Linked DNA regions of Mus musculus: region 1 is linked to region 2. The links are chromatin contacts, called in public promoter capture Hi-C maps. All regions are on one chromosome and are shown on one strand. Each heading gives the region's core, a stretch centred on a gene start, on an enhancer-like site or on the middle of the called end of the contact. The rest is flanking DNA. Distances are from core to core; before and after follow the strand shown.

Region 1 (7,661 bases), core at 4,783-7,282, 620 kb after region 2:
AGCCTTGTCTACAGAGCAAGTTCCAAGTCAGGGCCACACAGTGAGACCAAAACCCCAAACCAGGTAATCAAACCAAAAGCCACCATGCCAGCAAGCGGTGTAGCACTTCATTTCACAATCAGATTTGCAGAGTGGCTGGAGAGAGGCATCTCTCTGAGCAGAGTTCTTTGCTGAGACAGAGCCTTGCTACACATATAGCCCAGGCTCCCTAGAACTCACTACAGAGGCCATGGTAATCACCCTGCCTGAGTCTTGCTTGCAGGGAGCTGGGATTACAGATGCAAGCCACCATGATCAGGTCTTGAAATGTTTCTTCTTTCCCTCCCTCTATCCTCCTACTTCCTCCTTTTCTTGTGTGTTTGAGACAGGGTTTCACTGCACAGCTGACTGGCTGAATTTGCTATGACAGACCAGGCTAGTGTTCAACTGGCAGTGATGCTTCTGCCTCTGCTGGGGTACAGGTATGTGGCACCAGTCCTGGTTCGGCAGTTTTCTTAATAGGAGATAGTATTTCTTTTTGCTTAGCAAAAACATTTATTATGGCTGGACAGTGGTGGCGCACGTCTTTGATCCCAGCACTTGGGAGGCAGAGGCAGGCAGATTTCTGAGTTCAAGGCCAGGCAGGGCTATACAGAGAAACCCTGTCTCGAAAAACCAAAAATAAAAAAATAAATAAAAAAATATGACCATAAATAAAATATATAACCAAGTCTTAATTATAATAAAAAAAGAATTTGCAAATCTATTTTATTAAGGTCTTTTGAGAAATAAAACATTTTATTATTTATTAAAAAGATGTTTTACCATGAGCCTTCTGTTAGAAGACTCCCTTTTAGTTTTAATCCTGATTTTGTCTTTAAAACTATTTTTATAATTGTGTGTACAGGACGGGAGGGAGGGGAGGTGCATGCCACAGCTTCATGTGCAGGTCAGAGGCCTTTGGGAGCCATCTCTCTCTCTATCTTAAATGGGTTCCAGAGATCAAATTTAGTTCACAGGCTTGAGAGGCGAGAACTTTTGCCTACTGAGCCATCTCCCCAGCCCCTAACATTTTATATTCATAATTAATCACTGCTTTCTGATTTCTGGTTTATTTTTTATGTACTGATAAGCCTCCACCCCATCCCACCCCTCCCCCAAAACAGGTCTCAATACACAGCAAAAGCTGGCCTCAACCTTGCCACTTCTGGATTTACAGACCTGGGTTACCACAGCGAGTTTAATAAAGCCAATTTTAATTGGAAATTCAAACATTCCCACAGAGACAGAAGAAAAACCTTGAGTTGCAAAGGCAGGAGAAAGAACGACCACGCACCAACACAGTCCTCTTGCTTGTTTTCAGCTTGACATCGAAGGCAGGCATCTGAAAGTAAACAAAGCCAATCTCGTCTCTAGTTCAGGAGGCCACTGAAGACCCAGACCCTCAAAGCCAAACAAAAGCCCCGAGGATCAGAGATGAAGAGAAGTCTTATAATATTAACTTCTCATCTAAAAACAACTCTTTAAAGAGAAATAAAATAAATGGCATTCCACAACTCACCACGGTTTTACAAGGGCAGTGATGATGTTACAAGTTCTTATGACAAAATAGCTTGGCAACTGCACTAGAAGAAGTCACCCGAGACAGAGATGCCAAAAAGGTTATTGCAAGACAACAGCTTGCTCACACACATGGATCAAAGTCAGGGGTATTTACTTTCAAGATACCACTATAAGTAAGCCATAACGGTATATTGATTATTTGATTATATACACACAGGATCTAGAAGAATACTACAGGAACTACTAAAGATCTTGTTTTTGAGATCGGGCCTCATATAGCCCAGTTATCCACTAACCTGAACTGCCACACTTGGACGATCAACCTTAAAATCCTGCCTCTACCTTCTTCAAAGTTTGGGAATCACAGGCACATGCCCCAGCCCTGTTCAGTAATGACGTTTCCACATATACTCCCTTCATTTTTAAGCTATGTGACTCTACTTGAAAGTTAAAGGCTTTTTCTAGTTGTTTTCATAAGCAAAATTCCTTTCCTTTGTTTTTGAGACTGGGTTTCATGTTGCACAGGCTGGCCTCAAACTAGATAGCCTAGGATGACTCGAACCCCTAGTCCTCAATGCAGTCACTCAGCACTGACAAAGTACTTGAACAAATTACTTAGGAGTAAATACTAAGAACGGGAACCTAAGTTCTAAATCTCTAAATTCAGCAGTTTATAAAATTCAATCAGTACTATGCTTGAGGAGCCAATGAAATAAATTCATTCTTTAACTCTATTAGTAGTCCAAATTAGCTCAAATCAACAGAAAAGGCTTTTGTTTTTAATTATGTTATGGGTCTCAATGTGGTTCTGTACATGTGCATGCAGGTGCCCTTGCAGGTCAGAGGTGCTCGGGACCCCTGGAGCTAGAGCTTAGGCAGTTTGTGAGTTGCTCACATTGGTGGTAGGTTTTGATTCCAGGTCCTCTGCAAGAGCTGTATATGCCCTTAACACAGAGTCATCGCTCCAGACCCAGAAAGAGAAAAAGAGGCTGGAGAAGAAAATATGAGTGTGGTGATTCATGGTCCCCATCAGTGAGCTAAGGAGGCTGAGGCAGTAGGCCTGCTCTGAGATCAGGACAACTCCTTCCCTTTACGTTCTTTACGCACATTGGTGTTCTGACTGCATGTGTGTCTGTGTGAGGGTGTCAGATCCCCTGGAACTGGAATTACAGAGAGCTGTGAGCTGCCATGTGGATGTTAGGAAATTGAACCTGGGTCCTTTGGAAGAACAGCCGGTGCTCTTAACCTCTGAGCCATCTCTCTAGCCCCAGAACTAGTCTCCCCGCACCTCTCCACTGTGTTGCTAACGAGTGATTTGTCCAAAAGGAAAAAATAAAAAAGAATTCTGTAAAAATAGCAACTGTGGGGCTGCTTCCTCTCCTTACTCTGGCTCAAGCCCAGGCATTTGTTTCTTTCCACACACTATTACCTTCAAACAAAAACCCCACAGCCATCCTGGCCTCTTCTATATAGATATAAAACTGCCTCCTTGGGCTTTATCCATAGTTACTAAACACCCACTCTTCTAGGATTTAAGCCTTGGGATGACAAAACAGCCAAGGCTGTCCCCCATGGAGCTCACTAGGAAATGGAGAAGGGAGGCAAGCAAACCACCCGGTGTGCTGATGACACCTGCGGCTGCTCTAGCTCTGGCCGCCACCTTTTTAATAAGTAGGAAACCAAAGCTCCAAACAGCCATTGTGAAATCTCTAAGTTATCACAAGCAGGCACTCTACTCTGGCTGTACAGGGTATAGGTGGAACCCAAGGGAGAGATTACCCACACTGCAACTGGGTGACAGGCCAACTTTGGAATAAGAAGGCAAATAAGGGGCTGGTGAGATGGCTCAGTGGGTAAGAGCACCCGACTGCTCTTCCGAAGGTCCGGAGTTCAAATCCCAGCAACCACATGGTGGCTCACAACCATCTGTAACAAGATCTGATGCCCTCTTCTGGAGTGTCTGAAGACAGCTACAATGTACTTACATATAATAAATAAATAAATCTTAAAAAAAAAAAAAAACTATAAAAAAAAAAAGAAGGCAAATAAATAACTTTAAGATTATGAAAAGTCAGGGCCTGAGAGATGGCTCAGTGTAAGAACTCTCAAACAGGATGTCAAGTTTAGTCCCAGTGCCCGGCCCAGGGAGCTCACAACTGCCATAACCCCAGCTCCAGAGGGATCCACGGGCTCTTAAACACATATGTCCATACCCTCCATACATGTGCATTCATTAAACTAAAATTTAACAATGTTAGGGGTGGGGTAGGTTGAGACAGGCTCTCTACATAAACCTGGATGGCCGTCTTAGAGATCATTAAGTAGACCAAGTTGGCCTTGAAATCAGAGATCCATCTTCTGCCTCCCAAGTGCGGGATTAAAAGGTGTGTGCCACCACGCCCAGAATAAACAAACAAACAAACTTAACTATATATATTTAAAAGCCAATCTCAGCCGGGTGTGGTGGTGTACGCCTTTAATCCCAGTGCCTGGGAGGCAGAGGCAGGTGGATTTCTGAGTTCGAGGCCAGCCTGGTCTACACAGAGAAACCCTGTCTCGAAAAACAAACAAACAAAAAGCCAATCTCTGGCCAGATAGACTGCTCAAAAATTAAAGTGCTTGCATGAGTTTAAGCCTTGGGACCCACATGGCAGGAGAAAAGAAGCAACTCCCAATACTCTTCTTCTATGTCACACTCACACTCACACACACACACACACACACACACACACACACACACACACACACACACAGAGTTCTTCTATGTGTCCGCCCCCACCACAACTCTAAGTAAATTTTGTTGTTTTTAAAGACAGGGTTTCTTGTGTAGTACTGGCTATCCTGGAATTTGCTGTTAGATCAGGTTGTCATGGAACTCAAGAGACCCACCTGCCTATGGCTCCCAAGTGCTGGGATTAAAGAATGCACCATTAACAACAGGGTAATAAAATAATGATGATGATGATTTAAAAAAAAAAAGCGGGCGTGGTGGTGGACCCCTTTAATTTCAGCACTCGGGAGGCAGAGGCAGGTGGATTTCTGAGTTGGAGGCCAGCCTGGTCTACAAAGTGAGTTCCAGGACAGCCAGGGCTACACAGAGAAACCCTGTCTCGAAAAAACCAAAACAAACAAAAAAGATTTATTCATTATTTGTTTTTAAGATGGGGTCCCACTACTTAGCCTTGGTTGTGTAGACCAGGCTGGCCTAAGGCGCACAGAGATCTGTTTATCTTTGCTTCTCGAGTACTAAGTTTAAAGATATCACCACACCTGGCCAGAATAAAATTTCTAAGCAAAGCTTGTGCTGCCTCTGCCCCCATGCCTCAGCCTCCCGAGTGCTGGCATTTCAGACATTCGCAACCACACTCAACCCTAAAATGGAAATCACTGCCCAGCTCCTAAGCAAGGATGAGGGGTGGAACAGCTGGATTTTAGTGTTTTAGTCAAATCAGATTCTACATAGAAACTAGTGTCTGGGTCTACAATTAAATGTAAAAAGTAAAGTTTGGGAGCCCTGATGAAGCAAGTCCAAAGACAAAGAATAGACTGTGGAATCTCTTGATGCTACGTTTAAAGTCTCAAAGCCAAGAAACGCGCACATTTTCAAACTGCAGAAATCTATTTCAACTACTCCCCAGTCGCCCTGTAAAGCAACCTCACAGTAATCTAAAATTTTATGTTTATGCTACCTGCATCTGGGTTTGCATACCAAATGTGCCTAATGCCCTCAAGGGCCATAATGGGGTGCTGGAGTTATTGGAACAGGAGTTAGAGGGTGGTGAGTTGCCATGTGGGTGTGGAAAATCGAACCCGGGTTCTCTGTTAAGAACAAGCTTGTGCTCTTAACTGTGGAAACATCTCTCCGGTCACTGAGCCTCATTTCGGTTATGAGACAGAATCCGTATAGTGGCGCAGGCTCGCAATTTCCAGTTTTTGGGAGGTGCGCCCTCCTGGGTTCTAAGCCAACCTCGGCTAAATGGGCAAGCTCTAATCCTGAGGAACGTGAGAGCATCTCAAAGACGAACATCCCAACCCTCAGATCTACGCGAGGGATCCGCTGGGAGATTTGCTGGCCGCAGGGCCGGAGGTTCCCCTCGGGTATCCCGGTCACGCCCCCTCCCCCCCGCCCCCATAGGAACCATCCCGTGTCTGGCGGCCCGGCCCGGCCCAGCACTCGCCGGCTCGGCCCAGCTCGCGGTCCCGGCTTCGCCTGCATCGCTTACCCATCACCTGGACCCTGCAGATGGCACAGGTATCGCACTCAACGTCCCAGCTCCACATGGCTACCGCGTTCCACTTCTTGAGAGAGAACATCTTGTCGCCTCCCGACTTGGAGCCTGCGCTCCCGGAGTGCGAAGAAAGGACGCAGGGTTCCTCGCCGTCCTCCACGTCGGCCATGGCGGCGGCGCAGAACGGCGACGCGGACGTTGGGCGCGGAGGCGGGAGGTACGGTGGCTCAGCGGGGCCACAACACACGCCACGGAGCCTCCCGCAGGCACGGGCGGGCGGGCGGAGCCAGACGGCGATGATTGGATGGCGCGCGCCAGTGACGTCACGAGGGGCTGGGCAAGGCCTGTACAGAGAACCCCAGCGCTTGCTAAAGTGGCCAAAGGCCAGTTGCTGTAGGGCAGGCCCGGGTCAGTAAGCGAGCATTGTCTGGAGTTACATTGTATTAAACTCGGGGGAGTCTCAGAAATCACATCGTCCCTGTCTTCATTTGTCTCCTTTCTCCCAAATGTAAAACTATCAAGAGTAGGGACAGAATTCTCATCACTGTAACCTCCGTATCTTACAAAATGGTTGGCCTTGAATTCAGATTCATTTATTTATTTATTTATTTATTTATTTATTTATTTATTTATTTATTTATTTTTGGTTTTTCGGCAGCCGGGCGTGGTAGCTCACACCTTTAATCCCAGCACTCGGGAGGCAGAGGCAGGCGGATTTCTGAGTTCAAGGCCAGCCTGGTTACAAAGTGCGTTCCAGGACAGCCAGGGCTATACAGAGAAACCCTGTCTCGCAACAAGCAAGCAAGCAAGCAAGCAAGCAAACAAACAAAATATATGTTTTTTTAAACTTTATTTTATGTGCATTGCTGTGAGGTGTCAGATTCCTTGGAAAGGACCTGGAGTTACAGACAGTTGTGATCTGCCATGGAGGTGCTGAGGATTGAACCCCGGTCGTTTGGAAGAACAGACCATGGTTTTAACCACTGAGTCATCCCTCCAGACACTACATTTGTTTGTTTGTTTGTTTGTTTGTTATTGTTCTCAGGTGACAGAGAATAGGTAAGCAGAAGGGCAAGAACGCAATGCTTAAGCAAATGTGTGCTGGGGAGAAAGCAGAGTGAGCCAGCCAGGGAAGGGCCAGGCAGTGGGCCCCTGGGACTGTGGTTAGGTCCCTCCCACCAGGCTTTGTCTCAGATCACTTGGCCAGCATTGAAGGAAAGCTTGGATGAAAAAGCAAAACAAATGTTCCTGCCTCGTGCTCAGCTCACGTCCACCGCCATCCTTCAGGCTACTCTTACCAACGGGGGTGGTGGTGTCCATCCTTACCGGTTAAGCCAATTAGAAGTATATGGGGCAGTGGCCGTGCACACCTTACTCTGAGCACTTGGGAGACAGCAGCAGGTGGATCCTTGTGAGTTATAAGGCCAGCCTGGTCTACAAATCAAGTTTCGGGCAACCAAGGCTACACAGAGAAGCCTTGTCTCGAAAAACAAAAACAAACAAAAAAGTACGAGTCCTTTATTCGTGCAGGACCAAATTCCGGCGCATGCCTCAGAGTCTCTTGGTGTCGCAGCTCAGGGATACGGTGTTTCTAAAGGCAAACCCCACAAAGACCACAACTCACATGAAAGTCAGATGACAGAACAATCTTGAAACGTTCATTTCTGACAGAACATGGTGATTTTTTTTTCCAGACGTAACATGAAAGTTACTTTTGACTTGTGCCTTCTTCAGTTATTTTAGTTTACATTAATTATTTTGGTTTATACATCGGGACCATGGTCCAGGCCACAGAAGTCCCAAATGTGCTGGGAGGGTAGATGTGGGCATGGAGGTGGGTGAGGAGAGGACTGAGAAGTGCCTAAGCCAATGCACAGGGAGTCGGGACAA
Region 2 (6,717 bases), core at 1,529-4,028:
GCCATCTGAAAGCCATGAGAGGAGGGGAGGTGGACCCGGGAGGAAGGCACTGAGAGCTTTATTAAGACAGTTATTAACTCCACAGGCAGAACAGCTGGGGCCTAAGGAAAGAGGCTTCAGTCCCCAGCATACAAAACCAAGCCAGTGCACATTCTTAAAGGCTTCTAAGGGAGGGTGTGATCCTTGCACTCTGAGGAAGCAGGCTTAGTTAATAGATGACCTGTGTTGCGGGACATGGATGACAGGAGTCAAGGAGACACTGGCTAGGGGAATGGGGTAGTTAATGTGTGACATTAGTCAAGCTGCCTTGGCCCCTGGGCAGCAGTGAGGTAGTGAGATGAGGCTATTGTTTTTTATGAGTGCTGTGAGGACAGAGGCATGCAGGCTTGTGAGACTCCTGACCACAGCTAGCTGCGCCTGTCAGTTCCTTACAGCAGCTTTGAAAGGAGAGAAAGATTTCAGGGGTGTGATCCCAGTCTGTGGGGCTGCTTCCAAGATCATCTGGAAGGTCTGTCTAGGTGTCTGTCTAGCATAAAGGAAGGCATGAGTCTTAGTTGCTGTTCTGTTGCTGGAAAAAGAGACACTATGACCAAGGCAACTTAGAGATTAACAGTTTATTGGGGGTTTGCTTACAGTTTCAGAGGGTTGGAATCCATGACTATTATGGCAGAGACCAAAGCGACAGGCAGGCAGGCATGGCGCTGGTGAATTAGCTGAGTGCTTACATCTTGATCCACAAGCACTGGACAGAGGGAAGAGAGACGAGTGAATGGGGAGACAGGGAGAACGGGGAGGGAAGAGAAGGAAGAGGAAGAGGGAGAGAGAAAGAAGTAATTGGAAATGGCATTGGCTTTTGAAATCTAAAAGTCCACCTGCCCCCATTCCTAGTGACACTCCTCCTCCAGCAATCCTTCCTAAACAGTTCCACCAACTGGGGATGCCAAGTGTTCAAATATATGAGCCTCTGGGGGTCATTCTCCTTCAAACCACCACACCATGAGTCTGAGCTCTAGCTCTAGCTCTATGTAAACTAAATATAGAGGCACCTGCCTGTAATCCCAGTACCCAGAAGGTGGGATGAAGATCAGCAGTTCAAGGTCATCCTCAGCTACATAGTGAGCTCAAGGCCAGCCTGGGCTATGGGGGACCCAATCTCAATAAGCAACAACAACAGCAGCAACAGGAGAAAAAGAGAAACTGTTGGTGATTCTGGGGAGAATTAGGGCAGGGAGGGGGAGGGACACAAGGGCAGAGTATAATAAATACTGGGTTAGGACTGAATGGGAGATGAAAATAGAATCAGCCTTACGAAAAATTCTTCTGCAGAGTTTGGCAGAGAGAGAGAGTCCTCAGAGGGAGGACCGACACTGGCCTTGGCATCTGCCTCTCATTTATTGGTGTATCACTAAGGCTGTCCAGATAAATGGCTGCCAGCTTCCTTTCATTCTGATTTGCACCCCCCTCCAAACTCAAGGGTAGCTTTGACTAGCTCTTGCTATTGTTTCAGACTGTGCCTCACCATGTAACCTAAGGCGGCTTAAGCTGGTTACCATGCTGCCTCCGCCTCTAAAGTGCTAGAATTATAGCCATGTAGTGCTGTGGCCAGCTTATTGTCACTCTGTGGAGAGCTATCAGTACCTCCCTACCACTTACCGACACTGGGTGATGGTGCTGTCCCTCAGTTGTGTTGGATCATATTCACAGATAGCCTAGGACATATGTGGACTGCCCATGGTGGCCCACCAACGGCACTGGGAGGAGAGGGGGTGGTATTGGAATGTAAAGTGAAAAACAAATAATTGTTTCAAAAATTGCTTTTTGGATTAGATTTGCCAGAGCTCTGCTGTTTGGGGTCCTGCACTTCAGAACTGCAGTGCTACTCAGTGATGAATTACATACTGGGTTGTTGTTGTTGTTGGTGGTGGTGGTAGTGGCTTTTGGTTTTGTTTTGTTTTTTGAGACAGGGTTCCCCTGTATCCCAGACTGCCCTTGAGCTCATTATAGAGCTAAGGATGGCTTTGAACTCTTGATCCTTCTGCCTCTATACCCAAAGTAAGGGGATTGTAGGCATGTGCAACTATGCCTTCTTTTTTAAAATCGTTTAACTGTAGTTTGTTTAGTACTCTAGGTCCTCTGTGCCCGAGCCTCACGAGCTAGGTTAGTGCTCTTCCACTGGACTGTGCCCTCAGCTCTGTCATTATTGTCATCTTTCTCAACATGATTTCAAAATAGCTAGCTTTTCTTGCTTTTTAGCAGATACACTATTTTTCATAGTTGCCTGTCCTATGTTAGGTTTCTATTGCTGTGATGGAACACAATGATGGAAAGTGACCTGGGAAGGAAAAGGTTTGCTTCAGCTTAAAGTTCCTCGTCACAGGGCATCACTGAAGGAAACGGGGCAAAGGGATGGGTGTTCAAAGTACAGCTTTGCAGTCAGAGCGCATCTGGCTGCCATTCCACCACTTTTTAATTTTATTTTTGGAGGTTGTATCAATAATTACCCTTGTGTCCTAAACAGCAAATGTAAGGATTACTGCATGGCCTTACCTAGTTAAATATGCCATTCGAACATAGTGAAATATCTAACTTTGTTGGGTCGTCAGGTCCCTCTCCGACCCAGATCCTAGCTTACGGCTTCCCTGAGCATCCAGGTTTGAGCAAAAAATACCCGTGGAGTAGGTCACGCACTCGCCTGGGAGGGAAAGTGGGCGGGCACGTCCGCTGTCGGCTCCGCCCCTGTCGCCTCTGGGATTTCCCCAGGGTTCCAACCGCAACCGAGAGCGGCTTCCGGGAGGAGAATTTTGGACCTCGCGGGGCTCCGTCGACGCTCCGCCCTCTCCACCGGAGGCGGCTGTGGAGAAGCCCGGCGCCGGCGGCGGCTGTTTTGAGAGCCGCTCGGTGTCACCATGGGCGACCACGGGCTGGAGCTGGCGTCCATGATCCCCGCCCTGCGGGAGTTGGCCAGGTAGGGCCGCGCGTCGTCGCCAGCTTCGAGTCGCCGGGTCTCCTCGGCCCGCGCCGCGGCCTGTGGCCGCCGTTCCCTCCCTCACAGTGGCAGTTGGCCGGAGCGCCGTGGCGACCCACGTGCCGGGGTGACCGTGGCAGCCGCGGCTCGGCTCGCGGGGAGCCAGTCCACGCGAGCTGCTTCCCGCTTGGCCTCGAGAAGGGTCTCTTCTGGCCATCTTACCACACTCGTTTGCTTCCCGAAAACTTCCCCCGGGTCCTGGTCCTTTGGTCGTTGTTGACGGAATCCATTGGCTGAGGTTTTGTTTGGGAATCACGGCCCCGCTTCTGAGGGAAGCGCGGCGGTTTCTCCTCCGAGAGAGGCCGAGCGTCGGCCAGCCCGCTACTCTAGTCGGAAGTCCCCGGGACTGGCCACGGGTCCACGGAGTCCAACGTGCACAGCGTCCCCCAAACTAAAACACGCGTTGGTGTTCATCTGCAGTTGCCTCTTTGAGGCTCGCCGCCTTCAATCCCAGAATTTGGGTGGCAGAGGTGCCCCTAGGCCAGCCAGGACTAAATAGTGAGACCTTGCCTCTGGAAAGACAAAGACAAGAGAAAAAAGGGGGTGGGGGGAAGCAAACCCCTTGTTTCTGTCAACCTCGAGAGTCAAAGGAGAACCGGGTTCCAATCAGAAATTAGCGCTTGCCACGCCCCTTCTGCGCTCTAGGTTTTCCTCTGTCAGGACACCGCAGCCATTGAGTTCTCAAGTCGGTTCTCTCAGGCTGGAAAGTTTGCACGTAGAGTTAGTGCTGACCTTAAGTCTGTGAGCTATCAGTTTCCTTTTAGTTTTGCACCGCAGCGATGTTCATTTCCTCCTGTTGGCCATACCAAAAACCGAAAACCTAAATTAGAGGATAAATGAAAAGACCACTTTTGTACTGTCTGAAGGGTTTTTTTGTTTGTATGTTTGTTTTTTTACTTTGCATGAATGTGGCAAATAGACTTTGTGGGAGCAAAAAAAAAAATCATTAAAAATTTGAATTTAGTAATTTCTGTCTAAAAGTATATGAGATAAAGTGATTTTGGAAAACTGATAATACAAATTTTGTCATCACTGAAATTCTGGAAGGCAGGGACCAACACCTGAGGTTGTTCCCTGTCCTTAACTCATGTACCGTGGCACAAGAACCTATATTCATATGTACATACATACATATATATCTCACATGCGCATACAGACTTTTTAAAATGATTAAAATTTTAAGTTTAACAGCTATTAATATATTAAAAACTTACATAATTCAACAATAAAAAAGTTTGATGAAAAAAATGAATAAGGAAATTGAGATTTTTCTCCAGAGAGAATATAAAATAGCTAATAAGTAAAGGAAAACACAGATGTTTGATATGATTAAAAGTAAGGGAGACAAATCCAAACCACACAAGGAAGTTGGTGAGATGACTTGGGAGGCCAAGACAAGAGGCTCACTGAGTTTGAGGACAGCTTGAGCTATCAAGGTATTAAAAGGGGCTCTATAGTGAGAACTTAACCCTCCTCAAAAACAAAACAAGGAGATTCCATTTCAGACCATTACAATAACTATTGATATGTAAAAGAAATGGTAAGGATATGGGGAAATTGGACCCTGTGGTACATTGTTAGTATAGAAGTAAAATAGTGTAACTTAACGGTTGTGAAGTGGAATGAAGGTGCTACTAAAGGAGGAGGGTAAATAGAGTAGTTACCTCATAACATGACAATTCTTTATAATATATACCCAAAAGAATTTATAACAGGGATTTGAACATATATGTTTACACTTTTGCTCATCAAAGCATTGATATTCACAATAGCTCAGTGGTGGAAGCAAATGCTCAACAGATGAGTAAATATAATCCTCCCAAACGTGGCATAAACATGGTATTATTCAGTATGATGAGGAAAGACATTCTAATATGCTACAACAAAGCTAGTGAGTTTCAACCTGTAGGTAAACCCCTCTTTCCAAAAATATATACATTATGATTCATAACTAGCAAAATTATAATGATGAAGTAGTAATGAGAATAATTTTATAGTTGAGTCACCAAGAATTGAGGAACTGCATTAAAGTTCACATATTAGGAAGGTTGAGAACCACTGAATTAAGAAATAAGTCACAGGGGCTGGAGAGATGGCTCAGCAGTTAAGAGCACTGATTGCTCTTCAGAAGGTCATGAGTTCAAATCCCAGCAACCACATGGTGGCTCATAACCATCCGTAATGAGATCTAATGCCCTCTTCTGGTGTGTCTGAAGATGGCTACAGTGTACTTAGATATAATAATAAATAAATCTTAAAAAAAAAGTCACAAACAGGTAAATATACCATAAATAGAAGAAACCTTAAAATAGTCAAGCTCATGAAGATAAAATAGTGGAATGAATATTGCCAGGGAATAAAAGAGGAGAAATGGTAAATTATTGCTTATTAGGTGTAGAGTTGCTGCTTGGGAAGGTTAAAAAGTTCTTTACATGAGTGGTAGTAATGTGCTGAACTTAATTCTATAGAAGTATATACACTTTAAAATAATGAAATAGTAAACATTATGTAATTTATATTTTATCAAAATAAAATCAAAAGATGTTTTCTAAAATTGATCTGATCCTAGCCAGTGTTCCTTTTGTGAAATTCCAACCTTTGTGGCATTTAGAATAAACCTCAGTTTTTCTGTGTCTCCTTACGGCTCTTCTAGCTAGCCTAGGTATCTCTCTGGTCTTATTAATCACAATTGCATTTATATCCCAGGCTTCCATTAATCTGAGCTGTGTGATCTCCAGTGATTTAACTTCCAGAGCATCCTCAGATCCAAATTAGGCTTAGTATCTTACCTTGTTTTATAGGGTTTGTGTTAGCTCATTATATCCAAATATTATCACACTCATATGTAACTCATATAAGACGATTAATGCAACATTAATTCTTTTGTCCAAGTATGAGTAATCCAATATGTATCTTATATACATCTTAATTTGGAATAACCTTCTTTTCAAGTATTAAATAGTCATATGTGGCTAATGGCTGCCATTTTGAGCTGCACATTTCTAAAATATGAAGGTTAGCTGTCTGCACTGGCATTTAAGACTTTCCCCGCCCCAAATTAGTAATATCTTTAGATTTTCACTTTTAAGAAGTATAATACTGTCTATGTTAACATTTAAACCAATCATATTTGTTAGGTTCAAGTTTAGAGAGCTTTTGTACAAATTGAAAAGTAGGTCCTTTTAAAGATGAAATGCTCTTTGCTGGATTAGTTTGTAGAGACAGAATCTCTCTAAATAGCTTATGCTGGCCTAGAATCACTGGCCTTCTGCCTCAGCTTCCAATTATAGGTATGTGCCACCATACCTCTAATAAAACATTTTTACATTAATTTATTTATTGGGAGGGAGGGTCACACACATCACAGTCCATGTGGAGGATGACTCATGGGAGTTACTTCTCCCCTCCCACTATATCCATCCGGGGATGGAACTAAGGCCAGGCTTGGCAGCCTGCCTTTACCTGCTAAGCCATCTTGCTTGCTCCCATAGTGCCTCTTTTAACAAGCTTTACTTTGTATTTCAGTGCTACTCCAGAAGAATATAACACTGTTGTACAGAAACCAAGACAGATTCTCTGCCAGTTCATTGACAGAATACTTACAGATGTAAATGTTGGTAAGAGGGAATTATTTCTTCCATGAACTTCAATGGTTTTCCGTGTAACATTGTACTACCTGTTTTTCCTCTAGG

Evidence for each region. Promoter capture Hi-C pulls out the DNA fragments that hold promoters and counts their contacts.
Region 1: a promoter capture Hi-C map of liver shows a contact between it and region 2, with 2.2 times the contacts expected there. The contact joins the promoter of Rnf7 here to the promoter of Atr in region 2. A contact is called at or near these places in 2 of 39 promoter capture datasets (erythroid cells and liver).

The regions. Positions count from the first base shown.
Region 1 is chr9:96,472,643-96,480,303 of GRCm38.p6, forward strand. Rnf7 (ring finger protein 7) reads right to left here and starts at 6,033. Exons shown (of 3, transcript NM_011279.3): 1 at 5,766-6,033; 2 at 1,316-1,363. The coding sequence starts at 5,940.
Region 2 is chr9:95,854,819-95,861,535 of GRCm38.p6, forward strand. It overlaps Atr (ataxia telangiectasia and Rad3 related), which reads left to right and starts at 2,779. Exons shown (of 47, transcript NM_019864.1): 1 at 2,779-2,965; 2 at 6,551-6,642. The coding sequence starts at 2,907. 1700065D16Rik (RIKEN cDNA 1700065D16 gene) reads right to left here and starts at 3,064. Exons shown (of 2, transcript NM_001271569.1): 1 at 2,689-3,064; 2 at 600-742. The coding sequence starts at 2,938. The coding sequence ends at 630.